2 separate regions of the Ovis aries genome follow, and region 1 is linked to region 2. Evidence: chromatin contacts called from public Hi-C data. All regions are on one chromosome and are shown on one strand. The core of a region is the stretch at or near the end of the contact, and the rest is flanking DNA. Distances in the headings are between cores, read along the strand shown. Region 1 holds the start of CDNF (cerebral dopamine neurotrophic factor). Region 2 holds the start of FAM107B (family with sequence similarity 107 member B).

Region 1 (5,656 bases), core at 1,003-3,502, 200 kb after region 2:
TCCCATAAGTGAATATGAATATATAATTATCAAAGTAAAAAAGAATTTTAATAGTCCCATAATACTATCCTTTAAATGAGATTCAGAAATATTTTTTTTTTCAATAAGCTTCACATGACCTAAAACAATCAGAAACTTAAATATTCTCAGGACTCAGGCAGATAAAATGAATGGGTAAGCCAATCCAAGCACCAATGGGCTGTCCTTTCTGAAAAGAGCAGCCACAGCTAATTCCCACTATATGGAATTAGACAGATGGGCTAGTCTTGACTGGTAACCTGGTTTTCAAGATAAGTCAGAATCTGAATTTTTAAATATGACATCTCCCAATTTCAAAAGACAGCCAATTAATTTTGATGTTTTGTCAGTTTTTTTATTGATAGAAGAAATCAGTGGTGTCCCATGCCACAAAATAGTCATGATAAGAATGGAAATTTGCTCTACATTATGTATAGTATAGCATTTTAATCTTACGATGGGAAGTTAATTGGCTAATGATGAAGACTCATAAGCAGAAACAGACCCAGATCTAGACTTTTTCGTTTTGTTCTAAAACCAGTATTTCCTTCGCTATGATTCTACAGTGTTAACCAAGGGGAACACACACCCAGGTTAGTCAGACATGCAGGTTAATAATCACAATATGCTGCAATAAATTCAAGTTAGAAGCTTCAGATTTAATTAATCCATATGTTCTGGCTCTTCTGAAATGTTTGTAAGTAGAAACTCTGGAAACTAAACTGCTGATGATTAATCCAATCAATTGTTTATGCCCTTATAAGTTCTGCTTTATACGTGTAGGACCAAGTTATACAGGACCTTTAAACAAAATTATGATATTTAGCTGAGTAAATGCCTGTATCTAAAGTTTGATAATAACATCATGTAGGTATTTTAAATTTCTGGAGAAAAGCTTAATTATTGCAGGGCCGACAGAAAACTGGACTCCAACAGTGAAGACTTATTCATTTATATGGTACAGTCTGTAGTTACCCATTCATTCAACATGTATTGTGAGGTTACCATTTTCTGTTATGTGAGAATAGATTTTCAGGCTTAGGGCTGAGTGAAGGATATACATCTAAAGTAATTATTTCAATGAATTAAACACGAGGTAAGTGCTCCAATAGCCCAGGAGGAAGGGGCTTAAAGTCAAAGTAGCTCAGTCGTGTCCGACTCTGCGACCCCATAGACGATACAGTCCATGGAATTCTCCTGGCGAGAATACTGGAGTGGGTAGCCTTTCCCTTCTCCAGGGGATCTTCCCAATCCAGGGATCAAACCCAGGTCTCCCTGATTGCAGGCAGATTCTTTACCAGCTGAGCCACAAGGAAAACCCAGAGAGGGAGGAGCTAGCACAGCTGATTATCTTCTTTGATCTCGTTAACAGCCCTCTGAGATAGGATTATCACGTTGATTTTTCAAGAACCAGTTACAGTGCCAGTTGGAGCCAGAAGGCTGAGTGGGACATAGACCCATATATTCTAGCTCCAAGTCCACAGAGGAGATTCTGTGAACAGCAAAGGACTCCTTCTTCTGTATTCCTTTTTCTAACCAGTTAAAGCACTCCTTTGTAAAGCACCTTTTCCCTTTGAAGTCCTAACAAATGTTAATTCTGTCCTCTGATTTAAGCCATTTCACCTCAATTACAGATAGTTTGTCACGTTTTGTCTTTTTGGGAGTTACAAACTAATTTGAACTTGAAAGACTTCTGTGCACTACAAGTGTTGCCGGTTAGGACAGCACGTGCCTCTGCAGCTAGACGTGTGTGCACAAAATTGAGTCCAAATCTAAACGCACCAGCTTTGACAGCGGCGGTTTAATAGAGCAAGACCAAGAACGCAGTCTGAAGGTGTCACTGGGCCCAGCTCGAACTTTTGCCTAGGCTTGGACGAAGGCGATCAGAAACCAGGGCCAGGGCCCGTATTCCTGAGTGCAATGTTATTAATAGCCAAGGCTGGGAGACGCCAAAGCTAACAACAGCTGCGCTGTGACCTGGTGACATCGCCATGCAAGCAGGTCTCACACCGCTCACCTTCACAGTCGGCGCCCGGGATTCCCCCGGCCTCCTGGCCCTGCGCCCGCCCCGGGTTAGAGACCCAAAGTCCGGCGCAAAAGGCCACCATTGCGGCTGCGCCGCCGCACCACATGCTGAGCCAGCAGTTTCAAACTCCTCGCCACCTACGAAAAGAACAGCCGAGCGGGTACCGCCCGCAGTACGCAGCAGCGCAGAGCCTGGGATACAATGAATCTACCCGAAGTTGCTAGGACAAATGACGCAACTCAACCGTGAGTTTCCATTGGCTCTCAGGAAAAAGGGGTGGGACGAAGGAGCCGTTTCGTTACCCATCCTCGACCTGCGCGTGCGCAATATCGCTCAAGCGGTGCTGCCCCGGCGGGGAGAGACTCACAATAGCTAATCGCCTACTGCGCGACAGAAAAGGCGGGACCTTCACGCTGATTGGCGGCGACGCGGGCGGCCTCGGCGAGGGCCGGGGCGCAGTGGGTGGACGGGAACGTGAAGTCTCCGCGGTGCCTGATGGGGCTGTGCTGCGGTCCGGCGCTGTTGCTGCTGGGAAACCACCCGTTAGTGTTGTCGGCGTCTCTGCCGCCTCATGGCGGCCATCGGGGTTCACCTGGGCTGCACATCAGCTTGTGTGGCCGTCTATAAGGTGAGGGACTCGGGGAGCTGGGTTGCGGGTGCAGCGTCCTTTGGGTACGAGGCCAAGTCCTTTGGTCTGCGGGGTTGTGAACGGCGTGTCGCTGGCCTAGGGACGTCGTACGAAGAGGCGATTCTGCAGGAAGTCTTGGGGCTAAGGGCTGGGCGGACTCGGCCTCTTCCCCCGCGGCCCTCAGGAAAGGCAGCTGCGGACCCAGCACATCCTGGGCGCAGGAGGACCCGACGACATCCTGTGTTCCGAAGGCCCCCGAGCCCAGGGGCGGACCCAGGGACTTTCTGGGCGCCGGAGGCCCCGGGGCGGGGGCGGACCCGGGAACGTCCTGGGCGCTGGAGGCCCCGGGGGTTTGGGGGGAGGACCCAGGGACACGCTGGGAGCTGGAGTCCCCCCCGGGGGTGGGGACGGACCCGGCCACGTCCTGGGCTCTGGAAGCCTAGAGGAGGAAGGCGGACCTGGGGACCTCATGGACGCAGGAGGCCGGGAGGGGGACCCGAGCGTCTGGTACCCGGAGGTTTCTGGACGTTTGCCGAGAAGGAGCAAGGTGGCCGCGATCTGGAACTGGACCCGAGAAGCGTAGGAAGCCAGTTGATGGTGTGTGCTCTATTCACTTGTCCTTTCTGGAAATGAGTGTGTGACTAGGAGTTTAGGGCTGCTTCTCGTCTGTGGGGAGGCGGAAGGAACAATAATAAGGGACAGCCCTGATACTCGTCTCACGGTTAAACGTCAAATGATTTGTAGGGAAAGGCCGAAGGATTGTTGTTAATTCATCATATGTAAAAAGAGGGAAGAAGGATGAGCGTTTACAGGGAAAAGGAAAAGGGATAGAAAGGTTAATGTATTAACACGTTATTTTATATAGCGAGGTTATTATTACGTCTCTTCTGTTATCAACTATGCAGAACAGACTGAAAAGAGGCAGCTGGTTGTAGAAGTCTGGTCTTCTTAAGATCTAGGAAATACAGTAAAGCAGTTTTTGTTTCCATGTATATGTCAGTCACAGGGCTCCACATATGTCTGAATGTATCTAAGGAGACGATGTATTTCATTTCAGAGTAACTAATACAGTTGTGTGTTTACCTCCAGGATGGCCGGGCTGATGTGGTTGCAAATGATGCAGGCGACAGAGTTACTCCAGCCATTGTTGCTTACTCAAAACATGAAGAGGTACCATTCTCCTCATTTTTGTACATTGAAATAAGTATAAAATGACATATTTAATAGATTGCTCTTTTTCAGGTTGTTGGATTGGCAGCAAAACAAAGTAGAATAAGGAATATTTCAAACACAGTAATGAAAGTCAAGCAGATCCTTGGCAGAAGGTATGGAGTAAAATAATACTTTCACCTATGGTAACAAAAAACATGTTTATAATTTGAATGTAAGCATAATTTGAAATGAAACTAGAAACACCAGTGTGTTTTTTGCTGTTTTTAATGACTGAGTCATTTCACAGAATTCCCCAGTAGGCTGTTATCTTTTGATATTAGTGCTGAATTTTCTGAAAGATGGAATTCACGGAGACATTTGCTTCTCACTTACAGGTCTGTTAGTATTGGTAGATGCTAGTGTGCATTTAGTTTTGATAATTTGTGTCATTCAGAGGTGGCAGTTTGAACTTAACACGTTTTTACAGTACTCTTTTTAAACTGGGAGATTGAGTGGGAATTTGAAGATTTCTTTGCACTATAGTTGAATTTTGTGAAGTCAGTTGTAATTGGTGAATATTTATGTAGAAGCTATTGATTTTCTTCTTCAGATCTCTTTGTGACACTTTCTGGGAACTAACTTTTCCAGTTGGCTTACACATTTAATCATTAGGGAAAACAGCTTAATTAATGTCTTAAGAATCAGGTTAATCATCTGCTATAACTTTAATTAAAAGATAAAAGAGGCCTGCTTCCCCAGACTTCTGTCTCCTCAAATTATAGATTACCTCAAATTATAATTATAAATTATGGGTTTTTGTTTTCATTGGAGTTTTAATATGTAATATAGTATTTTTAAATTTTCAAAGTGCTTTCACATCTATTATTTAATCCAAAGAAATCCCTGTAAGATTGGTAGGGCAGATTTTATACCTCCTCATTTCTGGATAAGAAAGTCAAAGCACGCAGAAGTTACAGTGTCCCTAAATTAGTTTAGTGGGTTGAACTCTACAGGACTGTGGTCCAGGACGCCTAATTCTTAACCTCAGGTTCTTTCCTTTCTACCTTATTCAGGTGAGAATTTAAGTAGAAATTTCCTTGTGTTGTTTTTAGGTTTGGGAAGTCATGGATTAAATTTATATATATATATATATATATACATATATATATATATATATTTTATACATACAAATTTTTTTGTTTTTTTACTATCTCTTACCTATATTTAGATAAGTTGAACTTGATGCTCTTTTTTTTTCTGTAGAATATCTGTGATTAAGTCAAAAACTATAGTGTTTTGGAGAGAATTCAAATTGTTGTGAAGATACATACACTCCCATATCCATTTATCTGTTGACTAAACTTAGTACTGAGCATATTGAAAATAAATTGAGTTGCTGTCAAATTTTTTCAAATTATAAACTGAAAAAAAAAGGGCAGGAAGTAAGCAGCCAATAATGTTTTTTATAATTAAACTTTTTTATTTTGAGATAATGATAGATTTACATTGTTGCAAGAAATAATACAGAGAGATCCAATCTATTTCTGGATTAACCATTTTCTCCCAACTGGAAACATCTTGAAAAAACTATACTACACTATCACAACCAGGGTACTGGCATTGACACTGTCAAAATTCAGAATAGTTCTATAGGTGCATCTCTTTGGGAGCCCTTTTTGGGTTTTCTTGATATTTGGGGGCAGGTGGTGGAAATAAAGATGTGGATGTCTTCTGCCATATTATGCAAAAAGCTTTGTATTAGTGAGAACAACTTTAGCTTGCTTTTCTGGCCCTGGAAGTTACCTTTTAACAAAGGAGTGCAGTGGTGACAG
Region 2 (5,824 bases), core at 2,047-4,546:
AAAGGGCAGACAGGACATTAAGAAGATGAAGCCCTATGAGACTTCCCTGGCAGTCCAATGGTTAAGACTTTGCCTTCCAATGCAAGGGGTATAGACTGGGTTCCTGGCCAGAGAACTAAGATCCAACATGCCTCATGGCCAAAAAACCAAAACATAAACAGAAGCAATACTATAACAAATTCAACAAAGACTTTAAAAATGGTCCACATAAAAAAAATCTTAAAAAAAATATGAAGCCATATTATTAACTTACTATGTTCCCTCTTTTTAAAGAAGTCTTCCACACCTTAACTACTCCCCTCTAAATCAGTAAAAACTCTTTTCCATCTCTGTGAGATTTTAAACAATGAAGAAATCAAAGGAATGAATGAACAAATGACCACATGCATCCTACCACATACAGCTCAGGAACCAGACTTCTCAGAGCACTTCTCTCAAACTCAAACCAAGCCTACTTTTAAACACGTCAGGAATGGAATCTCCAGGCCACAGGGACAGACCACCACAAACAGCCATACAAGTCTGTAACCCTGGACCACTTCCAAACTTTTCTCTCCTCCCTGTGAGGCAAAAGAACTTTTCAGAGCAAAACGACTCAACTCTGACCTCACGTCCAGCTTGGCTGTGCTGCTCAGACTGTTCCAGGTCACAGGAGGGTTGAAAAATAAGACTGAGAGATTCTGATAGTCCCTATTTTAGTTTCTTTTGACTTCTGGATGGAGAAAGGTACCGTTATCACAACAGGTCACAAACTTGACACTCACAGGTCACTGTTGTTGACCTTGTGTCTATGGGTATTGGTTGTAGGACCCCTGAGGACACGAAAATCCACAGATGCTCACGTCCCTATATAAAACAGTGCAGTATGATGAATACAGTTGGCCCTCTGCATCTTGGGGTTTGGCACCTGCAGATTCAATACTTGATTGGTTGACCATGGGGATGTGAAACTCAGGGGTTTGGAGAGTCAACTGTACTGCATTGTAAACCCCCCAAACACATATGCAGAGTAACGAGCCCCACGTTAGAAACAGGAACACAGACTGCACCTGACAGCACGTAACCACAACTTCCTTCTCGTAAATTTTTCTAACTTCAAAAAACATTGCATCATCCTAATCATCAATCAAGCACTTCTGAACAGTCAATTCCAAGACCTCTTTTAAAATTTTCATACTGGAGAAATTAAATGTGGGAAAATTTTACAAGTGGAAAATAAAAGTATATAATGACAAAAACATTCAGCGGCCAAATGTGTGGTTGAACGCGTTTTTTGTTTGTTTTTTCCCAGAACACAGGCACTTAAAAACTACTCTCTACACTCACAGGAAAATCCTTCTTGTTTTACTTTCCCAATGTAAGGTCTTTTAGAAGCAAGCATGTCACCAGCTACAAAACCATAACTATTCCTGATTCTACAACGAGTTCTTTTCTGTTACAATTTTTCATGGATCTTAGAACACAATTTTATTTTTTTAACATTTTTTAAAATGAAAGGTTGCTTTTATTTTTTAAAAAAGTCAACCCAAAGCTACTCCTGAAATCCAAGGAACAGAGTACATTAAACACTTTCATCAGTCCATTCTTTCCTATTTCAGTGGAACTTGCATTGTTTTTTCCTACTTCTTCCCTCCCCCTTCTGCACAGGTGGTTATTTGCAAGGCTATAAGGAAATATATTTCAAACAATTTGTTGGCAAAACACTATTGTAGACTAAGGTTATTAGAGATCATATTTTAGACCAATGGCAGTGGTCAAGATTAATAATCAGTAACTCCTTCATTCATTCACATTCATCTACACACACACACACACACACACACACACACACACACTTCACACCAGGGCTGCCAAGCCATAAATGAAGCAAACAAGCCTTTATTCTAGGGTATGTCTGGGTGGTTGGGTACGAGTGACTCTTTTTTCCCTATGTTTCTTTTCAATTTGTTAATAAACATATATAATTTTACACCTAAAAGCTTTAAACTGGAAACTACTAGCATTAAGAAATCTCTAGACATGCACCTCAGATACTATCTCAACTTAAAGCAATTTGTACAGCTGAAATCTCCAACGTGATGAAAGGGGGACACGGTCCGAACAGAAACTAAGTACCTGTTGGCAAGTTAAAAATATAAAGCCTAACAGGCCTTATTCCAATTTTCTATATTCGTCTTGAATATCACACTCATTCTCATCAAAGAACTTTGCTCTACTGTCACTGACTCAAGTCTTCCCGCAAAAGGCAGGCTATGGTATCTTACTACAGAGAAGATCTGCCATTTATCCTCTATGGGATTCCTCTTCATATTTCAGAAGGACTGACTGTTACCATTCCCTATAAAGCTCGTCAAAACTTGGCCAGAGGCATCCACGCTATTCCAGAGAGGACCCGAAGATGCTCGGGGAAGGAGTTATGAGAATCAAAATTTTAGGACTCCTTGGGTACAGACGCCACCCAACATACTGGGTTCACTGGAGCAGTAAGAGCGGAGCGGAGAGGAGACAGAAATGGAAAAGTTACTTGCAGGCTGTTTGGGAAACAGTGCCCCGATCACCCTTCAACCAGCGGCGCAACACCCCCCCTCACCCCCCGCGGCCCCTCCTTTGTTTGTCCAGGCAGAGGCTCCGCGGCGGCCAGGGCTGCGAGGGGCGAGCCGGGCGCCCCGGGCTCGGCATCTGGCCGCGCGCGGCGCAGCCGGTGGGCAGCGCATCCCTCCAAGCAGGGTCTCTCCATTTTCAGGGCCGAGGAAGCAACAATAAGCCGAGCGGAGCGGCCGCCCAGGCTCGCCTCCCTGGCGGCGCCCCCCGTATCCCCTGCACCCCCGGGCACTGGGGACTCCTCGCACGCGGGCCCTGCCACGCCCCGACCCCGCACCCCGGACCTGTCCCCTGCACCGCGCGGGGTGGCCGGGGCTCCCCGCAAGCCCACCGCCCTGCGCACCGTAACCCCCCAACCCCCGCACGCCAGGACCCCCACCCCAGCGCCAGCCGCCGGGAGGGGAAGCCTGGCGGCCCTTCCCACCCCGGGAAAGCCTCGCGCCGGGGGTCAGAGCAAGGTGGGCGGCCGCGCCGTAGCCCTGGCGGGCACCCCGCCTCCCCTCAGCTCCCAGTCTTTGTGTGCAAAGTAAGTGCTGGAGGCGAACCCACCTCGGCGCGCGCACAAAGGCGCGCGGCTCCCTCCCCGGCGCTCGCTCCGGGCGGCCGCGGCGGCACCCAGCGGCCCAACAGCTGAGAGCGGCCCGGGCGGCGGTTCTGACGGCGGCTGCTACCCGTCCGGCGCTGGGCGGCTCTTTCACACCCCGCGGCCCGGAGCTTCCGAATTAAGCGGCGGGGCGGGGCGGGGGCGGGGCGAGGTTGCCGAGGCCACGCCCTCGGACACGCCCCGCCGCGCTGGCTGGAGCTCCGCGCTCCGGACCGGGGCCCACTAGGGCTATACCGGGAAAAAGTCAGCGGGTTTGGTTCCGGAGGTTTTCCTTCTGTGGTTTTAGTTTGGTTCGCTTTGGGAACTCTCGAAGGAGAGAGAATACTGTATTGGAACAAAAAACTGAGTATCACCAGATGAGGGAAATGGGAAATTAAATTACACACACACAGCCCGCCACCACTACCACCACCCCCGCAAGCACAAGCACTGTGGAGTGTTTGGCTGCTGCTGTCTGGATTCAAGCTTCCCCGTTAAAGTCCTGCCAACACGTCTCCAGAGAAAACTCAAAGGGACAGGGAATCAGATTTGTTTTGTAACTGTACAAATTTACTGGCCAACCAGGGCCTGAAATCCAGAGACCGGGTAATTTGTTCAGACTCCTCCTCCTCATTCATGAAAGGGTATTTAAATTTATAGGAAAGGAGAAAAAGGTTTGTTTTGCCTCTTTTCTTTTTTCCTCTCAAGTTTTCATTTTTCTCAGCTCTCTTAGAGCGAATTGCTTTTCTGACCAACCCTAAGACTCTTAGATTACAATCTACCTGAATCACAGCAGGTTAAAAAAAATAAAAAGTTGGGGGAGGTATCTGTTTCAGGGTAACAAACAATAAAGACAACAGGTAATGGCTTTTAGATCAAAAGATTTTAATTTTCTTGGCCGCAGATGAATAAGCACTTATTTATGGGCAAACCTTTCTGACCAAAACAGCTTGGGTCATGATCACACAAAAAAGTCATATCAATTATGGGTTTTGGTAAACCAGTTGGGACTTCCCCGGTGGCTCAGGGGTAAAGAATTTACCTGCCAGTGCAGGAGACTCCGCTTCCATCCCTGGGTTGGGAAGATCTCCTGGAGAAGGAAATGGCAACCCCCTCCAGTATTCTTCGTTGGGATAATCCCGTGGACAGAGGAGCCTGGCAGGCTACAGTCCATGGGGTTGCAAAGAGTCTCGTACATAATTTAGCAACTGAGCACACGAACCAATAACTTCCTCCAAAGATGCTCTGAAGTCACAACACTTTAGAGTTTGGTCATCCCTAGGCTCTGAAGCCAGCTGGCAGCGGGGTGGGGGGGGGGGGGGCGGGGATCACCTGCCACAGGATTTTTTTTTGTTGTTGTTGTTGTTGTTTTTTGTTTGTTTGTTTGTTTTTTTATTTTTGCCACAGGATTTAGAGAGACAGTGTCTTCCAAGCCCAAAAATTCACCTGTGTGAACTTTATCCACTCTGTTCCCCACAAGTCTTCCTTCTCTCCCGTTCTTAGGTTGTGTAGGCTCTGCTCTTGACAATGGATCCACCAGTCACGAAACCAGAATCTGGGATCTGGCCTAGATTTTCCCCATGCCCACATGGGACTCAGTTCTCCATGATGCCTTGATGGCTCTCCCTGCCCCCATCCCTCCGGTTCTACCACAGCTGGCCTTTGGGCTCTGTCATCACCCTGTAGCAGTAGCCTCCCAATATCCCCAGCCTCCCATCTCACACATGCTTTTCCTCCAGATTGCTTCCCCAGTGAAATTTCAAAGTTCCAATCTGCTCTTAAAACCCTTAGCTAGTGGGAAGCTACTATATAGCACAGGGGGCTCAGCTCCGTGCTCTGTGATGACCTAGAGGGGAGAGATGGGGAGGGCAGGAGCAAGGCTCAAGAGGGAGGGGGTATATGTATATATATATACACACACACACATAGCTGATTCACCTCAATGTACTGTAGAAACAAACATATCGTAATACAATTACATTCCAATTAAAAATAAATAAAATAAAAAGTCCTTTAAAGGATGTCCAATTCCTACTACATGACCCAGTTCAAGTTCCTTCACACAGTACCCCATAGAGCAACACATTTTTTGATGTCACCTTGATGACCTTCCTGGGGTCTTTCTACTTCCTCCAAACACATACCCATGGCTCCACTCAGCCAGAGTGCTATATTTGCTAAATGGCCCTATTTTGTGACTATGAGGACTGCATGAAAGAATCAGTCACCTGCTGGCTTTTCTACATGCCTCCCCTCTGCCTAGCACACCTCCCCACCCCAACCCCCAAGAGCTCCTCTCCTCTCTGAAACCCAGGTTCCTCTGAGAAGACTTCCTAACTTGTTCAAACTGAATGGACTTTTTCTGCATCCCCCATACCTAGTATGATCTTATAATTAGTGCACGAATTATAAATATGTGCCCTCCTTGAGCAGAGTTTATACTTGATAGATATACATATCTTCACAGATATACATAGCCTCCTGCTTAACCTAGTGTCTGGCATATAAGAAATGTTAGGGACTGAATTATGTCTTCCCCAAATTCGTATGTTGAAACCCAAACCCTAATGTGACTATGTCTGGAGATAGGGCCTTTAGGAAGGTTAAACGAGGTCATGAGAGTGGGGACCTAATCCAGTA

The links. A called contact is a pair of places that touch in the nucleus more often than the background predicts.
Region 1: a Hi-C map of muscle shows a contact between it and region 2, with 2.6 times the contacts expected there. The contact joins the promoter of CDNF here to the promoter of FAM107B in region 2. A contact is called at or near these places in 3 of 16 Hi-C or Micro-C datasets (hypothalamus, muscle and skin fibroblasts).

What each region holds. Positions count from the first base shown.
Region 1 is chr13:28,833,598-28,839,253 of ARS-UI_Ramb_v3.0, forward strand. It overlaps CDNF (cerebral dopamine neurotrophic factor), which reads right to left and starts at 2,253. Exons shown (of 4, transcript XM_004014237.6): 1 at 2,036-2,253. The coding sequence starts at 2,150. It overlaps LOC101108674 (heat shock 70 kDa protein 14), which reads left to right and starts at 2,539. Exons shown (of 14, transcript XM_027976658.3): 1 at 2,539-2,672; 2 at 3,762-3,842; 3 at 3,915-3,997. The coding sequence starts at 2,616.
Region 2 is chr13:28,635,501-28,641,324 of ARS-UI_Ramb_v3.0, forward strand. FAM107B (family with sequence similarity 107 member B) reads right to left here and starts at 3,297. Exons shown (of 5, transcript XM_042230569.1): 1 at 3,151-3,297.